2 separate regions of the Macaca mulatta genome follow, and region 1 is linked to region 2. Evidence: chromatin contacts called from public Hi-C data. All regions are on one chromosome and are shown on one strand. The core of a region is the stretch at or near the end of the contact, and the rest is flanking DNA. Distances in the headings are between cores, read along the strand shown.

What was found. Hi-C and Micro-C count contacts between places; a contact is called where the count stands out from the background.
Region 1: a Hi-C map of fetal cortex germinal zone shows a contact between it and region 2, with 1.8 times the contacts expected there. The contact joins the promoter of CEBPG here to the promoter of CEBPA in region 2. A contact is called at or near these places in 3 of 14 Hi-C or Micro-C datasets (cortical neurons, fetal cortex germinal zone and liver).

The regions. Positions count from the first base shown.
Region 1 is chr19:44,671,403-44,677,868 of T2T-MMU8v2.0, reverse strand. CEBPG (CCAAT enhancer binding protein gamma) reads right to left here and starts at 3,957. Exons shown (of 2, transcript NM_001260600.1): 1 at 3,792-3,957.
Region 2 is chr19:44,601,490-44,607,879 of T2T-MMU8v2.0, reverse strand. CEBPA (CCAAT enhancer binding protein alpha) reads left to right here and starts at 3,295. Exons shown (of 1, transcript XM_015123509.3): 1 at 3,295-5,889. The coding sequence starts at 3,415. The coding sequence ends at 4,488. It overlaps LOC144337379 (a long non-coding RNA gene), which reads right to left and starts at 551. Exons shown (of 3, transcript XR_013410425.1): 1 at 418-551. It also overlaps the pseudogene LOC106994705.

The DNA.
Region 1 (6,466 bases), core at 2,708-5,207, 69 kb before region 2:
CCAAGCCTATCTTCAGTAACAGACAGTTCACAGTTTCCTTTGATCCTTATTAGGTTGCCTCATTTTCCTTTCAGTAGCAAAGTGGCTGTTCAGTATTAATCTGAGCCATGCTTAGTGCCACCTAACATTATTATTGCTTATCTATCTGGTGTCAAGTGAGTAGAAGTGCTTGACTCAATTATTAAGAACTTGGTTAACACCTCTCCTGAGACTGTCTTAACAATCATAATCATGTTCACCTTATTTCTCTACTTTTTTATATACCAATTATATTTTTAGCCCTTAAAGCTCTCTACAGTCAATGTGGCCATGCTCAGAGATAGCAACGATCCAAAACGGTAGAGACCGGTGACCAGGCCAGTTCTTGTCTTGGCTATGGCTCCCCCTATTTTAGTATGGGTAAATCTCTTTTCTTCCGTGGGCGTCTATTCCCCATATGTAAATGAGGGATGTGGAATAGTAAGACACTTTTCTACAGACAACACACCACGACCTTCAGTCACTAACAGCTCTTATTCACTACAGGGTCCAAGTTCAGCGACGTTCATGCCTGTTTCCATATCCAAAGATACAGGAACAGGGAAGGGCTCTTTCACCTCTGCCTGACTCATCTTGCAAGGTACTAGGCTGAACGTGTGTGGTAGGCGAGGTTTTAAAGGTAAGCCCTTTGGCGTGAAAAGAGTATTCACTGAACCTACAAGCTGGTGAAAATGTAAGAAAGAGAAACTTGGAGATAATCAAAATAACTCCGAGACTGTTTTGTTTAAAAAGTTCTTAAACCATATAAATAGCTCTTAAAGTGAAGAGAAAATTAACCAAGTAAAAGGGGATCAAAGAGCTAAGAGGTTTTACACAGAAAAGGCCACTCTCATTTATGCTTTGTTCCTTCCACACACATTTACTGAACAGCTACAACAGGCAAAAAGTGTTTATTTCAAAGCTGGACATTGAGTCCTAAATTCAAGTCCGGCTCCTCTGTGGACAAACACTATTCCAAAGTTCAGCCTACAGGAAGCAGGGTGGCGCCTGGCTTCCTTCCATGTGAATCACTCAAGTAGGAAACAGCAGGAACGCTGAAGAGCAGTGGCTCTCAAAGTGTGGTCCCTGGACCAGCATCATCATCATCCAGGAACTCTTTAGAAATGTAACTTCTCAGGCTGCCCCAGACTTAGAATCGGAGTTCTAAGAACAGGGCTGAGCAATCTTTTCATAAGGAGACTTCCAAGTAACTTTGATGACACTGAAGTCTGAGGGTCTCTGCTGTTGATTCCCAATGAATACTGAGAATGGTGGACTAACTGGATAATAGGCTTTGTTTCAATTCAAACTTAATTCAAGTAATGTTCGTTCATGTCAGTCACACTGAAAGCGCACACAATGTTAGAATGAGTAAAACAAAATCAAATTTTTCTGAAGTTTCACCTGGGGAAATAAACCTACTAAGAATTTTCCCAATGCTTTTGTCCCTTTTCTCCACACACCTAGAATCCAATATTCCTCCCCTTGCCCACCAAAATAAATTTTTCACTCAGTTTCCTCAATGAAGGTCAACATTTCAAAACAGTCATAGATGTTTCTCCTTGGTCCTAACTCTATTTAGTCTTTGGGATTTGACAATTCCACCTAAAACAAAAAAACTTCCCATCTACCCTTCCTCTCCATCCCAATCCCATCGAACTCACCTCAGGTCACTATCATCTCTCAGGGACACTGGTCTCTGGTCTAGCCTGCTTCCTCCAACCTCTGTCTCCAGAGCAATGAACACTCAAACCTGAGTGAGTCACTCTCCTGCTGAAAATTCATCTCTGGCTCCAGTCTACAGGATCAAATCCAAGGTCCTGACCCTCTCTCCTCCCTCACACCACATCTTGACAGTACTAAACCACTATCTGTATCCTAAATGGTCTGTGCTTTCTCTTTTCTTTGGGCATCTGGGAAGATCTGTTCCCTAGGTCTGTCAACTCCAGCCACGTCGTGTCTCCCTGCGGATCTTCACATGCATCTACTGCAGGGTCCATGAGGGAGGGGACGTCCCCTTTCTGGGAGTACAGAAGTGGGTCACTGGGGCATGAGAAGAACATCAACATCATCTTTCTAACCCAATCCTTTTGAAGTGATTTACAACACACAAAACAAATAGACTGTAAATAAACAACCATTAGGAGCTCATGCTCATTTTTTTCTTTTTTTACTGATAGAGCTAGAAAGCCACAAACGCAGGAGGCCAGTGTACCTATCAATACAACCACCCATGGAACCAGCCCTCCCAAGAATGCACAATACACCTGGAATCGTAGCTACCTGTACTTACCATTACTGTGACCAAGTGAGGCAATCTTAGACTATAAGACCAAATTCAGCCCCATGAGGTCCTATTTGTCTTTACCAGGGGCTCAGCACATAGTGTTTAATTTCCCAGAGATGAAACCATCTCTCCAAGATCAGCCAGCCTTGCGGACAGACATGATGTGCTCTTGAGAATTTAAAGGATATTCTCAATGTTTTGTTTCCCCCTACTTTTTTTAAAGCAGGTATTAAAAATAACTAAACCAGCCAAGTGTGCCCACCAGAAGCAGGAATCAAGAAGCTGAAATATGCTTCAGCTCCTGGGTACCCTGTAATTATTTAAGCCTTGTTTACAGCAACTTTTTCCAGAAGCAGAACTGACCTTATGAACGGCTTATCCCAAATACTACTCAAGGGCTAACAGATGATCACATCTTAAACATCAAGAGCTTCTAGATGTAGAATGTCTTCGTAAAGCAAGCCCTTACAGGATTTTCTTTTAAAATTTTCTCGGCGAGTCACACATCTATGGGAGAAGTCTGCCTTAAGTGACAACCTATTCATACAGGCAGTCAATTTTGACACAACTACCAATTTTGGTGTCACCCATCAACACTGAGACCTTTCTAAATCTTATACATTTCAGGATGCCAGATTACAGTATAAACCTCAAACAAGGGGAAAACCAAACAGTAAACCTAGGGAAGAGAAGCAACACACCAGCTACCCTGGAAAACAGACTCTCCTCCCCCACACACATGTATTTCCATCCTCCGCATCTGGACACCTCTGCTGGCTGTTTGCCCTGCTCCGCTCCCTCCAACCATGCCCGCGAAGTGCTTCATTTCTTCTCTATTTGACCCGTGGGTGTTGCGTGTTCTTCTAAACTACGTTCAACAGTAAAGTGCAGGACATTCAAACAGCTCCACAAAGCAAAATATTATCTCTGCGAAGTCATGCATTTAAAAACTAGTTGCTTTCCCTATTTTATTGATCAGTCTTTGAACTTCTGAACAGATTTTCGATCACCGCAAGCTGAGCCCTTCTAGAAGAGCAGGATTCTAAAGCTCGATTCGGTCCACCTTCTGCTATTCTGGGAACACCCTTCATCCCCAGGGGCCAATGCAAGCCTGGCCGGTCACACCGCCCGTCTCACCGAGAGGGGGCCGGGCTCCGCAGGGGGCATTCCCCGGCCGTTCGCGCGCTCTCGGCCAGCCGCGAGGGGCGCCCCGGGCAGCGCGGGGGTCGACGGGCGGCGCCGCGGCGCTGGGCCGCGGCCAGGAATGAGCTCAGCGTCCCCGCCGCCGGGTGTTGCCGGCAGGTTGCATCAGACGCCGCGCGGCGCCGCCGCCCGCGCCTCCAGCCTCGCGGGGCCTTCCCGAGCCAGCCAGCCTTCTGGGGCCGGGGCTGGGTTTCCCCGAGCCGGGCCCGCGCCCAGGCGAGCGGCCGGCACCGCCGCGGCCTCCTCCTCCCCGATCTCAGGGCGCCCGCCGCGGCCTCTTTACCTGCTCCTCCAGCCCGCCTGCCCCCAGGCGGCCTCCACTCCGAGCGGCCCCGCGCGGTGCGGCCCGAGCCGACCCAGGCCTCACAGCCCGCGAGTCAGCGAGGAGGAGCGACGGTTACGAAACCGGCAGCCTCCGCCCGTTCCGCAGCCGCGGCCACCGGCTTCCCCTCGTCGCCGGGTCGCGCGCGCCGTCGCCGCCATCCTGACCAATGGGAGCGCCGGCCTGCGGGAGGCACCGCCTTCTCTCGCGACGGGCACCCCACCCGACCAATCGTGGGCCGGATAGAGGAGGGAGGCGGGCACACGGCGGGGGCGTGGATTCCGCGCGGCTGGCTCGGCGGGTGTGGCGGGAGCAGGCGGCTGCTCGCTACGGCGTCCGCGGTCGCTCGGCGGCTTGCCCGGGCTGGCTGCGGCCCAGTGCTGTGGACTACTCAGGTTCGTGTCGGAGGCTGAAGAGCCGTCGCCTTGTGAAGGCCAGACCTGCCTTTGGAAGCATTTCCTGAGGTAGTTTTGTGAACCACCGGTGACTGTTTTGATTTCGCCGCGTCCCCTGGGAGCCCCCGCGGCGTCCCTCACAGAGTTTCTCCGAACGGAACTTCCCGCAGGCGGGCTGGCCCTGTCGCCGAAAAACGAGAGGAGGCTGACGCGGTGGCTCCCGCCTGTAATCTCAGCGCCGAGGGAGGCCGAGGCGGGAGAACGGCTTGAGCCCAGGCGGTGGAGACCAGCCTGGACAACATGGCGAGACCCCATCTCTGTTACTAATTTTTAAAAAATCGAATGAACCCAAATGTTTCGCACATAGGATTAGCATTGATGTCACATGGGTGAAAGCTGCAGGCTGTGCTTTGTTGTTAGGGTGACATGAAGTGAATTTCCTAAATCGATTCCCCTTGGGTGCCTTCCAGGTGAATGGGTGCGAGGTGCTCTCTGAAAATGAGCAGCGATCCAGTGTGACTTAAAACTCGCCAGGAGGACCCGAAAGCGTTTTAACACCAGGAAGCAGCAGCTCGCTGGGCGGAGGGCAGAGCTCGCCTGATAGGTTTGATTGCTTCCTCTTTAGCAATGCGTATCGTTCAAAAAATTGAGGCTTTGAAAGAGGAAATGTTTCTTCAGCGCCCATGGAACCGGCTCGCCCCGTAAGATTGTTTCGAGGAATCAGTAAGATGATAAAGCAATAAATAAAAATTAAAAGGGGTCACAAACGTGAACAATGGGCTAGGTGCGGTGGCTCAGGCCTGTAATCCCAGCACTTTGAGAGGCGGAAGCAGTTGGATCACTTCAGGTCAGGAATTAGAGACCAGCTTGAGCAACATGGAAAAACCCTGTCTCTACCAAAAATACCAAAGATTAGCCGGGTGTGGTGGCGCTGTGCCTGTGGTCCCAGCTACTCTGGAGACTGAGATGGGAGAATGGCTTGTGCCTGAGAGGCGGAGGTTACAGTGAGCTGAGACTGAGCCACTGCACTCCAGCCTGAGCCACAGGATGAGACCCTGTCTCCAAAAAAAAAAACAAGGAATAATGCTCACAGATCCACACTTGGGAGAGTAAGCGTCGTCAAAACAAGTGTGTTTCTTCACGTTGGCTCTCGTATTCTGAGCTGAAAAAGAAACTTCTTTTTTTTTTTCTTTTGAGACAGGGTCTTGCTATGTTGCCCCAGCTAGAGTGCAATGGCACCGTCACAGCTTGATCACAGCTCACTGCAGCCTCGACCTCCTGGTCTCAAGCCATGCTCCCACCTCAGCCTCCCAAGTAGATGGGATTATAGGCATGCACCATCACACCCAGCTAATTTTTAAAAAATGTTTTGTAGAGATGAGGTCTCACCATATTGTCCACTCTGGTCTCAAACTCCTGGGCTCAAGTGATCTTTCTGTCTCGGCCTCCCAGATTGCTGGGATTATGGGCATGAGTAACCAAGTCCTGCCTGAACTTGCTTTGATCAAGATTTTAGTGGTATTAAAATAGGATTGTGATTTATTGCTCACAAAATCATAATTTTACCCTGAATATTTCCTAATCACTTAAATGTACAAGGGGGCTGGGCGCAGTAGCTCACGCCTGTAATGCCAGCACTTTGGGAGGCCGAGGCGGGTGGATCACCTGAGGTCAGGAGTTTGAGACCACCCTGGACAACATGGTGAAACCCTGTCTCTACTAAAAATACAAAAATTAGCTGGACGTGGTGGCGGGTGCCTGTAATCCCAGCTACTCGGGAGGCTGAAGCAGAAGAATTGCTTGAACTTGGGAGGCAGAGGTTGGCAGTGAGCTGAGATCGTGCCACTGCACTCCAGCCTGGGTGACAGAGCAAGGCTCCATCTCAAAAAAAAAAAAAAAAAAAAAAAGGAAAAGAAAAAAAATGTGTAAGGGGAAAAAAAGAACTTGTATAGGTATATTCAGTTATCCTCTGGTTTGCAAACCGCTCTGCCAAGCTGTTCCAGCATTCTTTGTATCTGTGTCTGGGCAGGCCTTCTTACACACCCAGCAAGTCTAGTCAGTGCCCAGGACACTCAGGTATTTATTTCCTTTTCAGCTGGTAGCTGGTAGTTTTTTCTTCTACTCAGTTTACAAGTATGCATTTGGTGCCAACTATGCGCTAAGCCGTAGGCTAAGTGCTGGAGATTCAGCAATGAGCAAGACAAACACACAGTCTCTGCCCACATGGAACTTACACTCAGA
Region 2 (6,390 bases), core at 2,046-4,545:
GCCTCCAATTTCCTGGGCATTACATATGTCAGGGGGTAGTAATCCCAGCCAGAAGCCTGGCATTCAGCCCCCCAAGTCCTGACATCTTGTTCAAATCTACCCTGCCTGCTCCATACTGGGGCCTCAAGTCTCCATCCTTCCCATCTGGTCAACACCCCCTCTCTGTCTTGGCCGGAGTAGCTTCTCAGGAACCCAAATCGGACGATGAAGCTCCCCTGCTAAAAACTGGAGGTCAAAAGCCTGGGAGATAAGGGTTCCTCCTTCACCTGCAGTGGCCTTGGCCATCAGCCCAGCCCGGTCTGTGGATCCAGCCTTATCTAGGCCCCTCCTCCCTCACCCCACTCTCCAGCCTGCCAAACATCTCGTCCTTTGTTACCAGAACACATGCACTCACAGGCTCTCCACCTTTGCACTTACCATTCCCTCCTCGTAGAAGAGCCTTCCCCCCTTATCCTTCCAGCAAATTCCTGCTCAACCTTCAAGGCCCAGCTCAAAGGTCTGCTCCTGCATGAAGCCCTGTCTCACCCCCCGGTTCAGTCCACACAGGCTGCCATCATAGGCCTACCATAAACATTTATTTCTCACGGTTCTGGAGGCTGGATGCCCAAGGCCAAGGCCAAGTTGCCAGCACCGTCAGGTTCTGCCGAGGGGCCTCTTCCCCGCTTGCAGACAGCCACCTCCTTTCTGTGCGCGCCCATGACATTGTTCTTCTGATAAGGCCACCAATCCTATCAAATTAGGACCCTACCCATATGACATCATCTCACTTTAATGACTTCCTAAAAGCCTTATCTCCAAATACAGTCACATGGAGGGGGTTAGGCCTTCAACATAGGAATTTAGGGCAGGGACACAGTTCAGTCCATAACACCTCCCCAGACAAATCTGATCTCTGCCTCCTCCACAGCGCCACCTTGTTCAGGGCCGGAAGTCTCTTCATCATAGCACATCCACCCTTGATTCCCATTTGTGCCTCCTGTGCATTTGATGAATGAATGAAGTCCCATCCCCTACTCCTTCTGTCTCCTCCTTCCTCCCAGCAGCCTCTGTGTGACAACTTACGAGTCTCTCCCACTGTCCCAGTTCCCAGAGGCACAAGCCACCTTCTCACGCATCACTGGGCTCTTGGCACCCTGCACAGGGCAGGCTCGGGTGGGTGAATTCTGGTTCAATTGTAGGAGGACCTGTGGCCCCTAGGGTTGGAGACCCCCAGGCCGGGAGCCCCACTCCTTGCCACTGTCGCCCCCACACATTCATCAGCCCGCTATTGGACGAAGTCTTATTCCCATTACTGAGGTTTCTTCCAGTCCTACCCAGCAGAGTTCCCGATCTCCGGGCAGGCAACAGCAGCTGTGCAAAAAAGGCCAGACATCGCCTTCGTCCCACAACTCCACAGGCCGGGAACCGTGCATGTATAGAGGCGTTTCTTTGTTCCTAGCTAGGAAAAGCCATTAGTTTTAGCACTGCAGAAAAACATGCAAATCGCTCTGGGTGTTTTTTGATTTCCGTCCAGGTCTCCCTCCACAGGTGGATGGTATATGAATGGGTCCTGCATTTGGCTCAACAAGCAGCTCTTCGGCTCACATCGGGTTATTTATTTAACGTATCTGGTTTTTACTCCCTCCCGTCCAAAAGCGTCAAGCTAAAAATATCTTGTTTATGAGCTCTGGACCGAAAACGAAGCAGTTGGGCTATTAATCACTGGGACTATGTTGAATAGGAACTTGATTAAAGCGCAGTGTGCATTGCCCAGAAGAAACCGCTTCTTTACTGCGATCGTCGTGGAAGCTCAGGGCTCTCCAGCGGTGTTTTTAGCTGCGCCCCCTCAGGGGCTCCTGGGCGGGTCGTGGCGCCTTGCCAGGTCTTCAAGAAGGCCACAGGTCCTCCTACAGGTGAAGGGGGTCTTCCCTCACCTGGAGGCAAGCGCGCCTCTAGCCAGGACCCAGACTGCGTCAGGCCTCAGAGCCAGTGGCGAAAGGCGGCGCAGGCAGGGGCAGGAGACACTTGAGGGCCCCCAAGACCCCATCTGGGCCCAGCTGACAGTCCGCAGCCCCCACCCCGGCCGCGGTAAAGAATGCGAGGGACGCACGTGGCCGGGGGTCTCTGTAGCAAGCTCCTTCCCCCGCCGCGGTGAAAGCGTTAGCGTGCCACACTCAAGGGGCCCCAGGGCCCAGCCGCCTCGGTCCCCAGGATCCCGGGGATCACAGCGCCCAGCGAACTACCGGGCAGAGTTCTTCCTGTGGGTGCTCGGACCTGGCGGCCCCGGCGGCCTGGACACCCTCGCTCCGGCCGTTGGCGCCCACCTGAATGGGGGGTGGGGGGAGGAAGCGGTGGCTTCGGGCCTCGCGGACTGCGGCCCCCGCCTCGGGATCCCGGCCCCAGAGTCAAGTTTGTCTCCTCCCTCGGTGCGCCCCTCCCCATGGTCGCCCCGGCGTCCAGCTCGGCTATTCCCGGAGCCCGCCGGTCCCTCAGGAAAAAAAATCGGCGACTCCACGCTGGGTAACAACGCCTGTCCCGCGCGCCTAGCAAGTCGCGCGCTCCGGCCTGGAGAAGTAATTATAAAGAAAGTTTTCCAGCCCGGGCGGATCCACCGGCCAGGTCCTTCAGGCTCCCGGGCCGAGGCCGCCTCCGCTCCCCGCGGGGTCCTAGCGCCCCGCGCGGCGCCGCCCGTGGGATTCCACCGTCCTCCGAGAGGTGCCTCTGCGCGGAATCACAGGGGTAGCCTGGAGATCAGAGCTAGGAGACGCAGAGCCACCGCGCTCCGGGTCTCTCCGCGAGTCCCAAACGGCCCCCCACCGGCCCCTGCCCGCCCCGCCGCTCTGCGCCGCAGCCTCCCCGGGACGCGGGTCCCGGACAGGCCTGGTTCTGGCTTTGAAAGAGAGTCCGAGCCACAGCAGCTCAAGACCAAGACTCCCCTCCGCCACCCACCCCTACCCCATGCAGCCTCGGGATACTCCTGGGCTCCCAGCCGTGGCAGAATGTGGGTGCCTAGGGGAGGCGGGAGGAGGGGGCCCCCGCCACCAACCACGAGGGCGCAGGGGCGACAGCTGGGCCGGGGGCGGAGCTTGGAGCGAGCGCCGCGGCTCTGCTGGTCGCGCAGGAGGCGGTGGGCGTTGCGCCGCGGCCTGCCTGAGGAGCGCAGCGCTGGGCCCCGCTTGTTCGCCGCTCCATCCCGGCCGCGCGCTAGGACCCAGCGGGCGCCGCGCCGCCGCCGCCCGGGGACAGAGGCCGCCTCGGACTCTAGGGGGCGACGCGGCCGCGGGGTATAAAAGCTGGGCCGGCGCGGGCCGGGCCATTCGCGACCCGGAGCTGCGCGGGCGCGGGCGAGTCGGGTCTCCGGGTGGGCGGCGGCGACGCCCCGCGCAGGCTGGAGGCCGCCGAGGCTCGCCATGCCGGGAGAACTCTAGCTCCCCCATGGAGTCGGCCGACTTCTACGAGGCGGAGCCGCGGCCCCCGATGAGCAGCCACCTGCAGAGTCCCCCGCACGCGCCCAGCAGCGCCGCCTTCGGCTTTCCCCGCGGCGCGGGCCCCGCGCAGCCTCCCGCCCCACCTGCCGCCCCGGAGCCGCTGGGCGGCATCTGCGAGCACGAGACGTCCATCGACATCAGCGCCTACATCGACCCGGCCGCCTTCAACGACGAGTTCCTGGCCGACCTGTTCCAGCACAGCCGGCAGCAGGAGAAGGCCAAGGCGGCCGCGGGCCCCGCGGGCGGCGGCGGCGGCGGCGGCGACTTTGACTACCCGGGCGCGCCCGCGGGCCCCGGGGGCGCCGTCATGCCCGGGGGAGCGCACGGGCCCCCGCCCGGCTACGGCTGCGCGGCCGCCGGCTACCTGGACGGCAGGCTGGAGCCCCTGTACGAGCGCGTCGGGGCGCCGGCGCTGCGGCCGCTGGTGATCAAGCAGGAGCCCCGCGAGGAGGATGAAGCCAAGCAGCTGGCGCTGGCCGGCCTCTTCCCTTACCAGCCGCCGCCGCCGCCGCCGCCCTCACACCCGCACCCGCCGCCAGCGCACCTGGCCGCCCCGCACCTGCAGTTCCAGATAGCGCACTGCGGCCAGACCACCATGCACCTGCAGCCCGGTCACCCTACGCCGCCACCCACGCCCGTGCCCAGCCCGCACCCCGCGCCCGCGCTCGGCGCCGCCGGCCTGCCGGGCCCCGGCGGCGCGCTCAAGGGGCTGGGCGCCGCGCACCCCGACCTCCGCGCGAGTGGCGGCGGCGGCACGGGCAAGGCCAAGAAGTCGGTGGACAAGAACAGCAACGAGTACCGGGTGCGGCGCGAGCGCAACAACATCGCGGTGCGCAAGAGCCGCGACAAGGCCAAGCAGCGCAACGTGGAGACGCAGCAGAAGGTGCTGGAGCTGACCAGTGACAATGACCGCCTGCGCAAGCGGGTGGAACAGCTGAGCCGCGAACTGGACACGCTGCGGGGCATCTTCCGCCAGCTGCCAGAGAGCTCCTTGGTCAAGGCCATGGGCAACTGCGCGTGAGGCGCGCGGCTGAGGGACCGCCCTGGGCCAGCCTCCGGCGGGGACCCAGGGGTGGTTTGGGGTCGCCGGATCTCGAGGCTTGCCCGAGCCATGCGAGCCAGGACTAGGAGATTCCGGTGCCTCCCGAAAGCCTGGCCTGCTCCGCGTGTCCCCTCCCTTCTTCTGCGCCGGACTTGGTGCGTCTGAGATGAGGGGGCCAGGCGGTGACTTCTCCCTGCAAGGAGGGGAGAATTCTTGGGGCTGAGCTGGGAGCCCGGCAACTTTAGTATTAAGGATAACCTTGTGCCTTGGAAATGCAAACTCACCGCTCCGATGCCTACCGAGTAGGGGGAGCAAATCGTGCCTTGTCATTTTATTTGGAGGTTTCCTGCCTCCTTCCCGAGGCTGCAGCAGGCCCCCATGAGAGGAGGAGGGGAGCAGGCCCGTGGCAGGAGGAGGGCTCAGGGAGCTGAGATCCCGACAAGCCAACCGGCCCCAGCCGCTCCTCCGCGCCTGTCCTTAGAAATGGGGGGAAACATAGGGACTTGGGGCTTGAAACCTAAGGTTGTTCCCCTAGTTCTACATGAAGGTGGAGGGTCTAGTTCCACGCCTCTCCCACCTCCCTCCGCACACACCCCACCCCAGCCTGCTATAGGCTGGGCTTTCCCTTGGGGCGGAACTCACTGAGATGGGAGTCACCAGGTGACCAGTGGGAGCCCCCACCACGAGTTAGACCAGAAAGCTAGGTCGTGAGTCAGCTCTGAGGATGTATACCCCTGGTGGGAGATGGAGACCTAGAGATCTGGCCGTGGGCGGGCTTGGGGGGTGAAGGGCCACTGGGACCCTCAGCCTTGTTTGTACTGTATGCCTTCAGCATTGCCTAGGAACACGAAGCACGATCAGTCCATCCCAGAGGGACCGGAGTTATGACAAGCTTTCCAAATATTTTGCTTTATCAGCCGATATCAACACTTGTATCTGGCCTCTGTGCCCCAGCAGTGCCTTGTGCAATGTGAATGTGCGCGTCTCTGCTAAACCACCATTTTATTTGGTTTTTGTTTTGTTTTGGTTTTGCTCGGATACTTGCCAAAATGAGACTCTCCATCGGCAGCTGGGGGAAGGGTCTGAGACTCTCTTTCCTTTTGGTTTTGGGATTACTTTTGATCCTGGGGGACCAATGAGGTGAGGGGAGTTCTCCTTTGCCCTCAGCTTTCCCCGGCCCCTCCGGCCTGGGCTGCCCACAAGGCTTGTCCCCCAGAGGCCCTGGCTCCTGGTCGGGAAGGGAGGTGGCCTCTCGCCAACACATCACTGGGGCTGGGAGCAGGGAAAGACGGCTTGGTTCTCTTCTTTTGGGGAGAACGTAGAGTCTCACCGTAGATGTTTTATGTATTATATCTATAATATAAACATATCGAAAGTCAATGTCCGTGTCTTTTTAAAACCAGAAAGAAGCTACTTCCAAGGTTGTCTGTGGGCCAGGCCACATTTGTAAATAATACAGCATTTTCCCTGGCGGCAATCCTGACTTTCATGAGCTCTCCATCCACCCCCAGCCCCTCTTTACCCTAAGGGGGTGACTTACTTCCCCCAGGCAACACAAATAAATAGCAGAGGACAAGGCTCCAAACGGAGAGTGTCCAGAGCCTGAAGGCAGTCTTGGGGTCAGGAGAGGGGGCCTTCGAAGAGGTTAGGGGGCTGAGGCTTTGGCAAGGTCTTATCTGCCCCTGGGAGGAGGAGAGGGAGTCCTCTGCATGAGGGGCAGGCCCGGCTCAGCAGGCCTAGGCTCAAGGAGCCCTTTGTCCAGACTTCCTTCCAAATCACCTACAGCTCCAGCCCCGGCAGCCTCACTCACACCCACCGCAGCTCCAGCTTCCACCAGGATCCTCAGCCAGCAGGAATAGGCCTCCAGTGGTAGGACCCTCC